Regions from separate parts of the Sus scrofa genome. Here region 1 is linked to region 2. Evidence: chromatin contacts called from public HiChIP or PLAC-seq data. All regions are on one chromosome and are shown on one strand. The core of a region is the stretch at or near the end of the contact, and the rest is flanking DNA. Distances in the headings are between cores, read along the strand shown. Region 1 overlaps LRP1 (prolow-density lipoprotein receptor-related protein 1). Region 2 holds the start of STAT6 (signal transducer and activator of transcription 6, interleukin-4 induced).

Region 1 (6,646 bases), core at 1,186-3,685, 61 kb before region 2:
TGTGTGAGCAAGGACGGCACTGTGCTCCAGCCCTCGGCCGGCACTCCTTGGCCCATGGTTCTGGCTCCACTCCCCCTCATGGCTGCCAAGTCCTGGGACCCTTGCCTTCCATCCCTGAGGGGGAGAGGAGGGTGGTGGCCTCCCAGGTGGGATGCAAGGCACTGACCTGGCGTCGATCCAGAGGATGCGCTTCTCCAGGTAGTCCACGGTGAGCCCGTTGGGCCAGCCCCCGGAGCCCGTCTCCCGGTGGATGGTGCGGCGCCCGGCCCCACTCATGGAGGCCGCCTCGATGCGGGGCAGGCTGGCATCCCAGTCCGTCCAAAACAGGATCCTGGGGAGTAGGGAGGGGGTCAGGAGGGCCAAATTGGGGGTCTGGGGGAGAGGTTGCGGTAGGATCCTTGGTGAAGGGTGCAGAGAGCATGGAGGAGAAAGGTATGCCTGGGCTGGGTGAACGAGGCTTCAGGGGGCTGGTGGGCCAGAAGAGGGCTGGGTGGGGTCCTCACCCATCCCGGGGATCCAGTGCGATTGCCCTTGGGTGCTCAATGTCACCGGCCAGCAGGGTGGTCCTAAGGGTCCCATCCAGCTTGGCTACCTCGATCTGGTCCAGGTTACTCTCCACCCAGTAGATGTTGCCTGCAATCCAGTCTACAGCCAGGCCCTCGGGTGTGGCCAGGCCGTACTGAATCACCACCTCAAAACTGGTCAGGGCTGGAGACGAGAGGTCACAGGAGATTAGAATCACCTGGGGTGGGGTGTCCTCACGCTATTCTAGGAACCCTGGATAACTCACCCTCAACCCTCTACCAATATCTCTGGTGTGTCCAGAGAACCCCCACTCTCCTTACCCAGGCCCCCTGCCCCAGGAGATCAAGCTGAAGCCTGGCTTCCAGAACCCCAGAGGAAGGGGTTTTTGCCTGCAACTCTCTGAGAGTAACCCCCGGGAGTAGGTCATAGCAGAGGGTGAGAGTCTTGGGAGGCAGACCTAGACTCAATATGAGGCAGATAGACAGTCATTCCACAGATAGTCCCAGAGCCTTTTCTACTGTAACACTCCCTCACTCTCTCTATATATATGCATACGTATAAAATTACTTTAGAAACTGTTAGGTGGTGTGAATATTATCAGTCTACTTGGCCTTCCCTGTTAATAGACATTTGAGATAGTTTCAGATTTTCTCTACTACAAATACCAACTCCTTTAGTCAAATGTGCTTTTTTCAAGTCTTTGCTCAGATGTTGGCTTCTCAGGGAGCCTTCCTTGACCATTCAAATTAAATGTTACCCTCATTCTCCTGACTGACCCCTTTCTCTCTCTCTCTCTTTTTTTTTTTTTTTTTTTTTGCTTTTTAGGGCTGTACCCGCAACACATGGAAGTTCCCAGGCTAGGTGTTGAATCGGAGCTACAGCTGCTGGCCTACACCACAGCAATAGCAATACAGCATCCAAGCCGCGTCTGCGACCCACACCACAGCTCACAGCAATGCCAGATCCTTAACCTACTGAGTGAGGCCAGGGATCGAACCTGAAACCTTACGGTTCCTAGTCGGATTCGTTTCCGCTGCCACAACAGGAACTCCTGACCCCTTTCTCTTTATCCACGGCACTCCCCTCATCACAGTCTGTCCTGTATTTATATCTGAAGTTCCCACTGGTGTGTAAGCTCCATGAGGGCAGATATTTGGCCTAGCTCCCTGCCATCTCCCAGGTCCAGTGTGTGTGGCAGGTGCACACTCAGGAGCGTGTGTTATTATTAATCCAAGGAAGTCTGTGATGGGTGAGGCAGCCTTGGGACAGAAGGCAGGATTCAGGTACCCCACCCCTAAATGGCTTTTTTCTTGCAAGCCTGCAATTCTGGCCGTTCCAAAGAAAGGCTGATCATTTTGTTAATTATCAGGCTGGCAGCTCTGCTGACGATAATTATGGGGCGTCAGGCACCGAGACCCACAGCAAAATCTAACCCAATTAACGAGAGTGTGGGGGATAGGGGAGCTAAGGGCCTCTGCTCTGGGCAGCCTGCATCTGGTCCCCTGGTTCGGAGCGCCCAAGGGCCCCGTCTGGGTGCGCTGCGCCTGGCGTCAGTCCCAGGCAGGGGGCAGTCACCTCCGTTGTCCAGCAGCTTCCCGCGGTAGATCTTGTCCTCCACCACGTCGGTCCAGTAGAGGGCGCTCTGGCTGAGGTGGAAGTCCAGGGCGATGGTGTTGCGCAGCCCCGGCACCAGGACGCTGTAGTCCCCTTTGTGAAGGTCAATGCGACGGATCTCATGGCGGTTGGAGAAGATGATAAACGGCTTGAAGGGGTCTGGGGAGGGGTGTGACAGGAGTCACAAGGGGCCCGTTGCATTGGAGCCGCCCTGCCCGGGGGCAGGCAGGGTCTCTGTGGGCCCTGGCACTGGGCCTGGATGGAAATCTCAGCCTCTGGCATTTGGCCACCCAAGCCCAGCTCGCTGCTGCTCAGGGGCCTGCCCCAGCCTGCCTGGCTGCCCGGCCACCCCTGACCCGCATCTCACCCAGGCTGCGGCAGCTCTCGCCATCAGGCTCCAGCACCCAGCCCTCGTAGCAGGAGCACTTCACGCTAAACTTGTTCTGGTCGCACTTCTGGCTGCACTTGAGGTGCTTGGCACAGTAGCTCTGGATCTGGCAGGTATGGTTGTCAGGCCCCAGCTCCATGCCCAGAGGGCACGAGCACACAATGCCTTCGCCAGGTGCCACCGAGCAGTTGTGGCTGCAGCCACCGTTATTCAGGGAGCACTGGTCTGGGGGGTGGAGAGCAGTGGACAGTTTCGGGGTCAGGATCCGGAAGGAGGCAGACCACACGGCCTGGCTGGGCCCCAGTCCCCAGCAGCAGAGACAGAACCCTGGCACCCTGCCTGTGGCATCCTTCTTTCCATTCCTCTGCCCTACTGCTTCCCAGGTTCCCTCGGGACCAGAGTTGGGATCCCAGCACGCACCACGTGGGATCAACCCTCTCCTTACCCCGAGGAGCACACCCACATCACGGCCCAATCTCTCTCTGGCCTCTATTTCCCTGCCCCTTCTTCTTTATTTTTATTTTATTTTATTTTATTTTATTTTTTGCTTTTTAGGGCTGAACCTGCAGCATATGGAAGTTCCAGGCCAGGGGTTGAATTGGAGCTGCAGCTTCTGGCCTATGCCACAGCCGCAGCAACATGGGATCTGAGCCATGTCTGAGACCCATACCACAGCTTAAGGCAACACAGGATCCGTAACCCACTGAGCGAGGAGGCTAGGGATCTAACCTGCATCCTCATGGATACTAGTCAGATTCCTAACCTGCTGAGTCACAACAGGAACTCCCTCTGCCCCTTCATTTTTTGTTTTTGTTTTTGTTTTCTTTCTTTCCTTTCCTTTTTTAGGGCCACATCTGCAGCATATGGAAGTTCCTAGGCTAGGGATTGAATTGGAGCTGCAGCTGTTGGCCTACATCACAGCCACAGCAATGTGGGATCCAAGCCACATCTGTGACTTACACCACAGCTCAAGGCAATGTCGGATCCTTAACCCACTGAGCGAGGCCAGGGATCGCACCTGAAACCTCAGGGATCCTAGTCAGGTTTGTAACCCACTGAGCCACATGGGAACTCCCTTCCTGCCCCTTGAGCCCCAGCTTTTTGTCTCTCTCTGGGAGGGTCCTCTTCCCTCAGTCTCTCCTGATGTGGGTGATGTGGGTTGGGGTGTAGTAGGGAATGTCCTGCCCCTGACACACCCTGGGACCTGCCAGCCCTGACCGATGACCCGTCAGCCTTTCCCAGGGCAGGCCCTTATCTCCCACTCCTCTCCTCCAAAGAAGCCAATGACGCTCTGCCTGGCTCAGGGGAGATAAGGTGGCTCTGCTCTGCTCCTCATCCCCAAGTCACACCATGTGGCCCTCCCTGACCCCTATTCTTTTGATCTTGCATGCACACCCCTCCCCCCACCTCCTTGCTCCCTCGCAGGATAAGGAGCCTGCACTGACCACACAGACCTCCCAACCCAGAGCTGCCCTGTCCTATTTCCTAGTCTCTCCCCTCGGAGCATGTCCTGTTCTACCGCCCTAGCCCGGCTCGGACTCCTCATCCAGCCCCCCAGCCCGCTCCCTGGCGGGGGCCTCACCGCAGAGCTCGCCCTCATCCGAGCCGTCTCCACAGTCATCGTTGCCGTCACACAGCTTGTCAGGGGGCAGGCAGACTGAGGTGTTGTTGGCGCAGGGGTGCGAGGGTGGCCGGCAGGCCAGAGACTCACAGTTCTCCTCGTCCGAGTTATCCTCACAGTCGCTGTCACCGTCACACACCCATGCTTTGCTGATGCACCGAGCTGGGGGACGGGCAGGGTATCAGGGGCCAGGCCCGGGTCATGGGGCTCTCTGTGTCCTTCCCAGCCCCATGGGGCTTCTCTAATAGGGGTCACGACTACAATGCCTTAGGGTCCGCTAGGAGCCTTGAGGCTTTTTCTATCAAACTCACTTGGACAACAAAGGAGGCAGGAATCTGCAGGAGGTGCTAAAGCTCAACGCTGATGAGTGTTTGGGCTCCCAGGGCCCTTCCTGCAGGCCTGGCCCCTTCAATACCTTCTCCCCCCAGGCGTCAGGCACAGGCTTTTTCTGTGCAGCCTTCTGCCTCAGTGTCCCCACCCCACCCCTCACGGGACAGTGACTCCCTCGCCCCGGCTCTGCTCTCAGTACAGTCTCCTCCTGTCCATGTTGTTTCCCTTTCCTTTTCTTTACCGGAGTCCTTGCAGCCAAACTTGACATTAGGGTCACAGACGTGGGTCACTCCCTCACAGCTCTTCTCATCACTGGAGTCCATGCAATCAGTGTCCCCATCGCAGCGCCACCGCAGGGGGATGCACAGACCATCCAGCCGGCACTGGAACTCATCATTGTGGCAGCCGCCAGGAGGCCTTGTGGCTGGGGGGGGAAAGGTAGGGGTCATGGGGGGGTCGTTAAGGGCTCCAGGTCAGCCACTCTCATCTCTACCTTCCTAGCCCCCTCCTGCTAAGCCTAGCCTGGGGCTAGGAGCTGAGCCAGGGCTGGAGAGTTCTCTGAGTCCTGCTGACCTCCTCGAAAGCACTAACTCAGAATCAGGGCAATTACACCTCCCAGGATTCCGGAAATCAGCTTGTCTAATATTATTTTACACACAAGAGCTCCGTTAGAGAAGCAGTTTGCTAGACCAAAGTTCAAATGTCCCCACCTTGGCCTAGCCTCCGTTCCATTCACTCCACAAACACTTACTGTGCACCTACTGTGTGCCAGGCACTGCTCTGGGTGCCAGTATGAACAAGAAAAAGTCCTTACCCTTATGGAGCTGAAGTTCTAGTGGGGAAGAGAAACAATGAAGACATGACATAAAAATCCAGAATAGAACTGCAGGTAGCACTCAAGTACATGCAGACAAAGCCAGATCAAGGCCAGGGAAGATGGGATGCCACTTAGCTAAGACAGCCAGGGAAGGCCCCTAAGCCGATGTTGAGCAGAGGCCTGAATGACATGAGCTGTGAGATTACCTGGCAGAGGGAACTGCTAGTGCAAAGTCTCAGAGATGGGACCATGCAGGGCATGTTCAAAAAAAATGTCCAGGGCATATTTAGGGCTGCATAGCTGGAGTAGAGTGAAGGAGGAGATGAGTGGCAGGAATGCAGGTCAGAGAGGTTGTGGGAGCCCTGCAGGCCATGGAGCAGGGCTTGGCGTCGATTCTAAGCACACAGGGAGCCAGGGCAGGCTTGAGGGCAGGGCCAGGGAGGGATTTGACTTATATTCTGCAGCATCACTCTGGCTGCTGTGCTGAGATCTGACTCAGGAGGCTGGGGAAGAAGCAGGAGCCGCACCTGGGAGACACAGATGACTGTGCACAAGCCCCCCTGTATACCCACACTCCCCTGCATGCCCTGCTCCCCCACGAGCCCTGCCATTGACATGGTCCATGCTCTTGTCTAGTGCCTGGAATTCAGCAGCAGCCACCAAGCTGATTCTCCTCCCTCAGGGCCCCTAAACTTCTTTCCAATCTAATCTCCTTCCAAGACTGTCTTCTGAAAACATTTCCTACATCTTATCACCTTCCAGCTTTGAGATCTAAGGGTCCCAGTGCCTAACCTGCTTTCAGTTGCTATTGCAATCTGCACCCCACCCCCTGACCCGGAGGCCCTGCCTCCTTCCCGCTCTCCCCTTCAGTTGGAAGGTTCTCACCCGGCCCTGCTGGCCCCAGCAGGAGTGCTTGGTTTCACCCTCTAGGTCTTACTGCTGGGTTCTTCAGGCCACACTCCCACCCCCATCTGAAGATCCTCTCCCTTGTCCATTAACCACAGCCTAATCCCTCATCAGGGATTCAAATCCCACCTCTTCCTGAATGGTTCCAGACCATTCCAGCTCCCAAGCATAGTTAACCACTGTCACCCATCATGACATCCCTGCTCCCACGTGCCGGGCCCGGACGCACCTCCTCTCGCTTCACAGAGGAGGAAGCCCAGGCTCAGAGGAGGAAGCAACTTGAACGTGTTCAAGTTCACTGCGCCCATGAGGGGCAGACAGCTCTTCCCACCACAAGCCTCCAGAAGTCCCCTTCTCAGAATCCCAAGGCACTAGCACTTGTCCCACTCCCCCAGCCCCTGAGACTCGGTTCCTATTTCCTGGGCCTTGGGTGACCCTCCCCACC
Region 2 (6,515 bases), core at 1,520-4,019:
GGTGGGCCCCAATCCAATATGACTGGTGTGCTTGTAGGGAAAATTAGGAGTCAGACTTGCAAGCTGGGAGAACACCAGGTGAGCTTGAAGATGGCCATCTACAAGACAAGGAGAAAAGCCTGGAACCAATCAATTCTCTTTCAGCCCTCAGAGGGGACCAGCCCTGCCAACACCTTGATTTTGGTCTTCCAGCCTCTGGTACTGTGACACAAAGAAATCCTTTCATTGTTTAAGTCCCCCAGCTCCTCGTGCTTTGCTTTTGTTTTGTTTTGTTTTGTTTTTGCCTTTTCTAGAGCCACTCCCGTATGGCATATGGAGGTTCCCAGGCTAGGGGTCGAATCAGAGGTGTAGCCTCTGCCAGAGCCACAGCAACGCAGGATCTGAGCCACGTCTGTGACCTACACCACAGCTCATGGCAATGCCGGATCCTTAACCCACTGAGCAAGGCCAGGGATCCAACCTACAACCTCACGGTTCCTAGTCATACTCATTAATCACTGAGCCACGACGGGAACTGCCATAAATACTATTTTCTTACCAGTAGGTGCCCCTCACCTTCCTATCTCCCCACAAAAGAGCCGAAGTTAGAGACTGCATTCTCTCTGCCCCTTGTCTTGCCAAAGTTCAGGGGGACTTGGCCTCCCAAAGACCCTTAGATGGTGAAGCCTGAATTCAGCCACTGTCTGCGCTGCTGACAGGCTGAGTGGGCACCCGGGAGCACACAAAGCGCATGCGGCTTGAGCACCTTTGTGCACACAGTGCGATCCTAGCATTGCCTGTCTTCTAGATCCATGGACAGATCCCCTCCCCACCAGCTCCATCCCAGCCCTCCCTCCTCTTCAAATGGCTGCTTTCCTGACACAGTAAACACACATACCTCCAATAGACTCTTTGTGGTGGTAATATTACCCTCAAATCTGGGGACTCTGATGTAGGATAGAGGCCCTTCTGCCTGGCTTATTCTGGGACATAAAAATAGTGCCTGGAGTTCCCATCGTGGCTCAGTGGAAATGAATCTGACTAGCATCCATGAGGATGCAGGTTTGATCTCTGGCATTGCTCAGTGGGTTAAGGATCTGGCATTGCTGTGAACTGTGGTGTAGGTTGCAGGTGCAGCTCGGTTTCCGTATTGCCAGCAGCTGTAGCTCCGATTTGACCCCTAGCCTGGGGACCTCCATATGCCACGGGTGTGGCCCTAAAAAGACCAAAAAGTAATAATAATAATAATAGTGCCTAACGTTTACTATGTGCCAGGCATTTTTCTAAGCTTTCACATGTATTATTGCATTTCACTCTCACACTTTGTAAGTCAAGACTATTATTTGCTCTGTTTTACAGATGGCAAAACTGAAGCACAAAGAGTGAACTGCCCAGAGTTGTGCAGTTAGCAGCACTGGCAAGATTTGAACTCACGTAGCCTGTCTCCAGAGGCCAGGGTCTTAATTGCTATCCTCTGCTGCCTGGCTGGTTGCCACCTGTTCCACATGAACCCAAGTGGAAGGAGCTGGGCTTTGGGAATCTGTTCAGACACCAGGGGGCAGCATAGGCCTGGCTTTGGCCCCTGAGCCCAGCCCTGTTTGGGGAGAAAGGAGGGGAGTAGAAACCACCTCCCATCTTCCACCGCCCCTCAGAGACCACCCTTTGCCCACACCACTTCTCAGGTTTAGGGGCCTGAATAGCTCTCGGAGTCCCTTGGCCTTCTCCAGCTCCTCCTCCAGCAAAAGCTGCAGAAACCATCCACTAGTTATGATGATGACTCAGAAGCTGAGCAAGCCTTGTGTGTGAGTGTGTGTCCCCTTGTGACTGCATGTGGCTCTGAGTGCAGACATGTCTTCGAGACTGCCTGCACGTGTGTGTAAGTATGTGTGCGTGTTGGGGGGGGGAATCTTGTGGCCAGGGAAATTGTGTATGTGTGTTTGTTTCTGGGTGTGTCTCAGTGTTTACCCCAGAAACAGTTGGGAACTTTGCCAAGGCTGCACAGCAGATTCATATTCAAACTTGACCCTTGGGAATCAGGCAGCAACTCCAGCTTTTGCTGGCTCCCACCTGGGTCTGAGAATAGTCCCCTGTGAAGAGGGGGCAGAGATGACTTTCAGTCCGAGGACCCCTGGAGTCCTCCAGCATTCTGAGCTTCTGGGTCCCCTCCCCCACACGCTCCCGTCAGCGGTCACGAGACCTCTAAGGCGGTCCCCACCTAGAAGGGAGGGGAACCTAGGAGTTCCGGACGGAGTAGACTGGAGCTCCTTGCCTGCTTTCAGGGTCCTCCACTGGAGGGAGCGCAGAGCCCTGAGGGGTTTCGTCTTCCAGAGGCCCCGGGGGGAGCCCAGTCCCTGGTGAGCCCAAACTCCAGCCCCTGCGAAAGTTTTGAGTATGAGAGAGGCAGTATGTCTCTACTTGACATTAGGTGACTTTCTAGAGAAAAGTTTATTGCTTTTATGGGGGACAGGGTAAATGGGGATCAACCTCCCTTCCAGCCAGGCCCCAGGGCCCCCCAAATCCCAGTCCTGGCTCCCCTCACCCCATGCTCCCCTCCCCGGGACAGGAGGCAGATACGCTCACCCCACTTTCTTCCTCTTCCTCCTCCAGCCCACTTTCTCTTCTCTGTGTCGTCAGAGGTCCAGGGAGGGACCTGGGTAGTCGGAGAAGCCGGAAACAGCGGGCTGGGGCAGCCACTGCTTACACTGAAGAGGAGGACGGGAGAGGATTTTGTGTGTGTGTGTGTGTGTGTGTGTGTGTATGTGTGACTGTGTGTGTGTGCGTGTTTTCTTTTTAGTGGTGCTGGAGGGAGGGTGCTAGCAGGGCCAGCCCTGAACCCGCTGGACAGAGCTACAGACCCATGGGGCCTGGCAGTGCCCGCTGAGAGAGGGAGAAGACAGCAGAGGGGTTGCCAAGGTGAGGGGATACCTCCAGGAGGGGGGGTTGGGGGGCATCTGACTATGAGTGTGTGGGGGGTGGGGGAGGGCCTCTCAGAATCCTCCCTGGGCAGAGTGGATGGTCCCCAAGAAATTGTTTCAGCTGGGGCTGGTCGCTGGTGGTACTGAGTTTTGGCAGTTTCGAAATATCAGAGGAATCTGGGCTGGGTACAGGCCTAGCACTTCCCCCCTCAACCCCTCCATGCCGTGGTTCACTTTTTCCAGCCCCTCCCTCACCCCCACCCCCACCCCCGCGTCCCTGCACCTACAGGGACGCGCAAAGGCAGGGAAAGGAGGGAAAGGAGGTGTCCCTCTGCCGTCTGCGGTGGGGGAAAGTGGCTGCCCCTCCCTGGTAGGCTGATGCCTGGGCGTAGTGGGTCTTGACAAACCCCTACCAGGCCCCCCCATAAAGGTTCCCGTTCAAGGGTGTGGCTAGGGGGTGAGCGAGCCCCAGATGTAGACCTCATGGTGCCCCAGAGGAGGGGGAATTTCCCCCTCAAAACTGCTCCACGCTGGTCCCGGCGCGTCACGGAGTTAACCCTCCTCGTGCTGACCTGGCTCCGCCTCCCCGCATCCCTCCCCGCCCCCACCTCCACATACACACATTGGGCAACTCGGAGAAACTCTTTTGACTTTTGATCCTGTGGTCCCACGGTCAGAGGGCTCAGGAATGTCGGAGTTGAGCTGAGGTTTAGGCCACGAAGCCGGGCTGATGAAGATCCTGGACGTGGGGCTTCCCTTCCCTATTGGGAAGGCAACACTGGCCCCGCCCCCTCACGCCGGGGCTCCTCCCTCCCTGCGGCTGTTCAGCGGGGCTTAGAGCAGAAGGCGTCTCTGGCCTGGCAGGCCAATGGACACGGCCTTGTTATTGTGTGTGGGCGGTGGGTGTGGGTGGGGGAAAATCTAGCCCCTTGCAGTCTGGGGATGGAGGGGGGGAAGATTTGAAGCCAGAGCCGGGACAGGAAGCTGGCCACTCAACAAGAGGATGTAGAGGAAAGGTGGGGCTGCCTATGGCTTAGGGGTCATCTCAGTCCCCAGTAGGGTAGGGGTAGAGGGTCAAAGGTCTGAACACCTTGAGAAACGAGAGAGGAAGGGACAAGAAAGGAATGGAGTCCTCCCTTGGGTTGAAACACCAACCGAAAGGCGCCCCACCCCAAGGCGGGCGTAGAGAAAACTCTATTAGAGGACCCTGAGCAGGATGGGGGAGGATTCTGCCTTTGGGAGAAAAGAGCTCACGGGGAGAGGGCCTGCGGGGAGGGACTGGAGTGTCTAGAAAAGGGGCCCCTCTGTTCTCCATCCTTTTGCAAGAACTGGGAGAGGGGAGAGGCTAAAAGTACAGCCGGAGGACTTGGGGTTACTGGGTTGGGGGAGACCCAGGGAGTTTCCATCCCCATCCTTTCTATCATCTCTGAGAAGAGGGACATTTTGAGAAACATGAACTGAGAGACCCCTGGGAAACCACTGGTTTACCCACTCCTCCCTGCAGCCCACCCAGAAATGGGGAGGCAATCCTTTTCCCTACTCCCCCATCTCCTTTCCTCTTGCCCCTTTTCTTCTCCCCCTTTTCTAGCCTCTCCCCCTTCTAGACTTTTCACTACAGACTTATTAACCCTGATTTTTCTCCAGTTGCTCTCACCTTCTTCCTGAGTTCTCTCTGCTTTTCCTTTATTTATTTATTTATTTATTTATTTATTTATTTATTTTTTGCCTTTTCTAGGGCCGCACCCGTGGCATATGGGGTTAGGCTAGGGGTCTAACCGGAACTGTAGCCACTGGCCTACGCCAGAGCCACAGCAACGCAGGATCCGAGCCATGTCTGCAACCTACACCACAGCTCAGGCAACGCCGGATCCTTAACCCACTGAGCAAGGCCAGGGATCGAACCCGTAACCTCATGGTTCCTAGTAGAATTTGTTAACCACTGAGCCACGATGGGAACTCCTCTCTGCTTTTCCTTTTGCTCCATCTCCTCTTCAATTCGCCTCCAGCACACGCCCCCCGTTTAGGATTATGGGATTTGGATCTGGAAGGGATCCTAGCTGCATGATGTAATAGTTAACCCCATTCGGGTTCAAATCTTGATGTCCAAACTCAGCAAGTTGGAGAATCTCCTTGAGCTTGGTTTCTCTACCTGTGAAAGGGGATAATTCTATATTTTAAAAATTGTTGCAAGGTTATAATGAGGTAATGCATCCAGTGTAACGCCTCATACACAGTAAGTGCTTAGTTAATGGTAGCTATTATTAGTCTTCCATCCTCTTCTTCATCATCTAGCCAGGTAGTTTTCAAATTCTCTCACGGGGAGTTCCTGTCATGGCTCAGCAGAAACGAATCTGACTAGCATCCAAAAGGAGGCAGGTTCAATTCCTGGCCTTGTTCAGTGGGTTTAGGATCTGGCATTGCCCTGGCTGTGGCAGAGCTCCGATTCGACCTGGAAACCTCCATATGCCGCAGGTGCAGCCCTGAAAAGATTAAAAAAAAAAAAAAAAAAATTCTGTCACAGAGCCCTGGAATTGGGAGGGGTTTCTCCAGGGACACCTTTGGAGTCAGAAGGTAGGCAGAGGGAAGTAAGAAGCAGTAGAATTCCAGGGCTATTACACTCATTTTCAACAGAGAAACTTCAATTTTTTTTTTTTAATGTTTTAATTTTTAAAAATTTTTGGCTGCCCCATGGCGTATGGAGCTCCCAGGCCAGGGATCAGATCTGAGCTGCAGCTTTGACCTATGCTGCAGCTGCGGCAGCACTGGATCCTTAACCCACTGTGCCGGGCTAGGGATCAAACCCGCATCCCAGCACTCCAGAGATGCTGCTGATCCTGTTGTGTCATGGTGGGAACTCCTCCAGTTTCATATAATGGGAATTCCACAGGTTAAACTAAAATCGTCTACTGCTTACAAAAGTTTGGAAAGGGAGTTCTCTGGTGGTGCAGTGGATTAAGGATCTGACTTTGTCACTGCAGCAGCTTGGGTCACTGCTGTGGTATGAGTTCAGCTCCTGGCCTGGGAACTTCCGTGTGCCATGGGCAGAGGAAAAGAAGAAAAAAGAGTTTGGAAAGTTCTAAACTTTATCCACACTTTGTATGTTCTAGATGAGAGGCTCCAGGTCCAGAGAGGGGAGGTTTCTTGTCACCAGAGGCAGATTTAGAGCTACAACCATATCCTCTGTCTTCTCTCAGAGAGCTTTCCCTCCTGCCCCATCTCCTCTGTCTCTCACCCCTTACTGCAGCTCAGTTCCTCCCATCCCATCACCCCTGTGTCTACTGTTGAAGGAAATCCCTTGTCTCAGGCCTCAACCAGAGATGTCCCCGGTTTGAGGTGGTCTGGCTCTCTGGGAGGGCTGTCTATGGGAGGTCCCTGGCCGCCCCAAAACTAAGGCTGACTTTCTTGGACACCTCTCAGAGTGCCCAGAAACCTTGTTCCTTTCCTCCAGGCACCCTCCAAACCCCAGATCATGTCTCTGTGGGGTCTGGTCTCCAAAATGCCCCCAGAAAAACTGCAGCGGCTCTATGTCGACTTTCCCCAACACCTGCGGCATCTCCTGGGCGACTGGCTGGAGAACCAACCCTGGTGAGTCCTGGCTGCCTCACCCAATGTTGGTCTCCC

What was found. HiChIP or PLAC-seq counts read pairs in DNA pulled down with a chosen protein or histone mark.
Region 1: an H3K27ac HiChIP or PLAC-seq map of alveolar macrophages shows a contact between it and region 2. The contact joins the enhancer-like site here to the promoter of STAT6 in region 2. A contact is called at or near these places in 5 of 5 promoter capture datasets (fetal liver, fetal skeletal muscle, liver and 1 more), 29 of 47 Hi-C or Micro-C datasets (adipose tissue, alveolar macrophages, blood and 14 more) and 2 of 2 datasets of contacts at active chromatin or transcription factors (alveolar macrophages and skeletal muscle).

What each region holds. Positions count from the first base shown.
Region 1 is chr5:22,478,255-22,484,900 of Sscrofa11.1, reverse strand. LRP1 (prolow-density lipoprotein receptor-related protein 1) reads right to left here. Exons shown (of 93, transcript XM_021091826.1): 22 at 4,720-4,902; 23 at 4,110-4,310; 24 at 2,507-2,752; 25 at 2,101-2,298; 26 at 504-708; 27 at 167-331. Among named protein-coding and RNA genes, the nearest start is that of NXPH4, 41 kb to the left of the region's middle. Within about 2 kb of position 2,435, at least 25 of the 83 cell types and tissues checked have an H3K27ac peak or open chromatin away from gene starts, as enhancers often do. A contact at or near this core is called in adipose tissue, alveolar macrophages, fetal liver and 1 more, where this site is marked.
Region 2 is chr5:22,417,702-22,424,216 of Sscrofa11.1, reverse strand. STAT6 (signal transducer and activator of transcription 6, interleukin-4 induced) reads left to right here and starts at 2,769. Exons shown (of 22, transcript NM_001197306.1): 1 at 2,769-2,892; 2 at 6,343-6,479. The coding sequence starts at 6,364.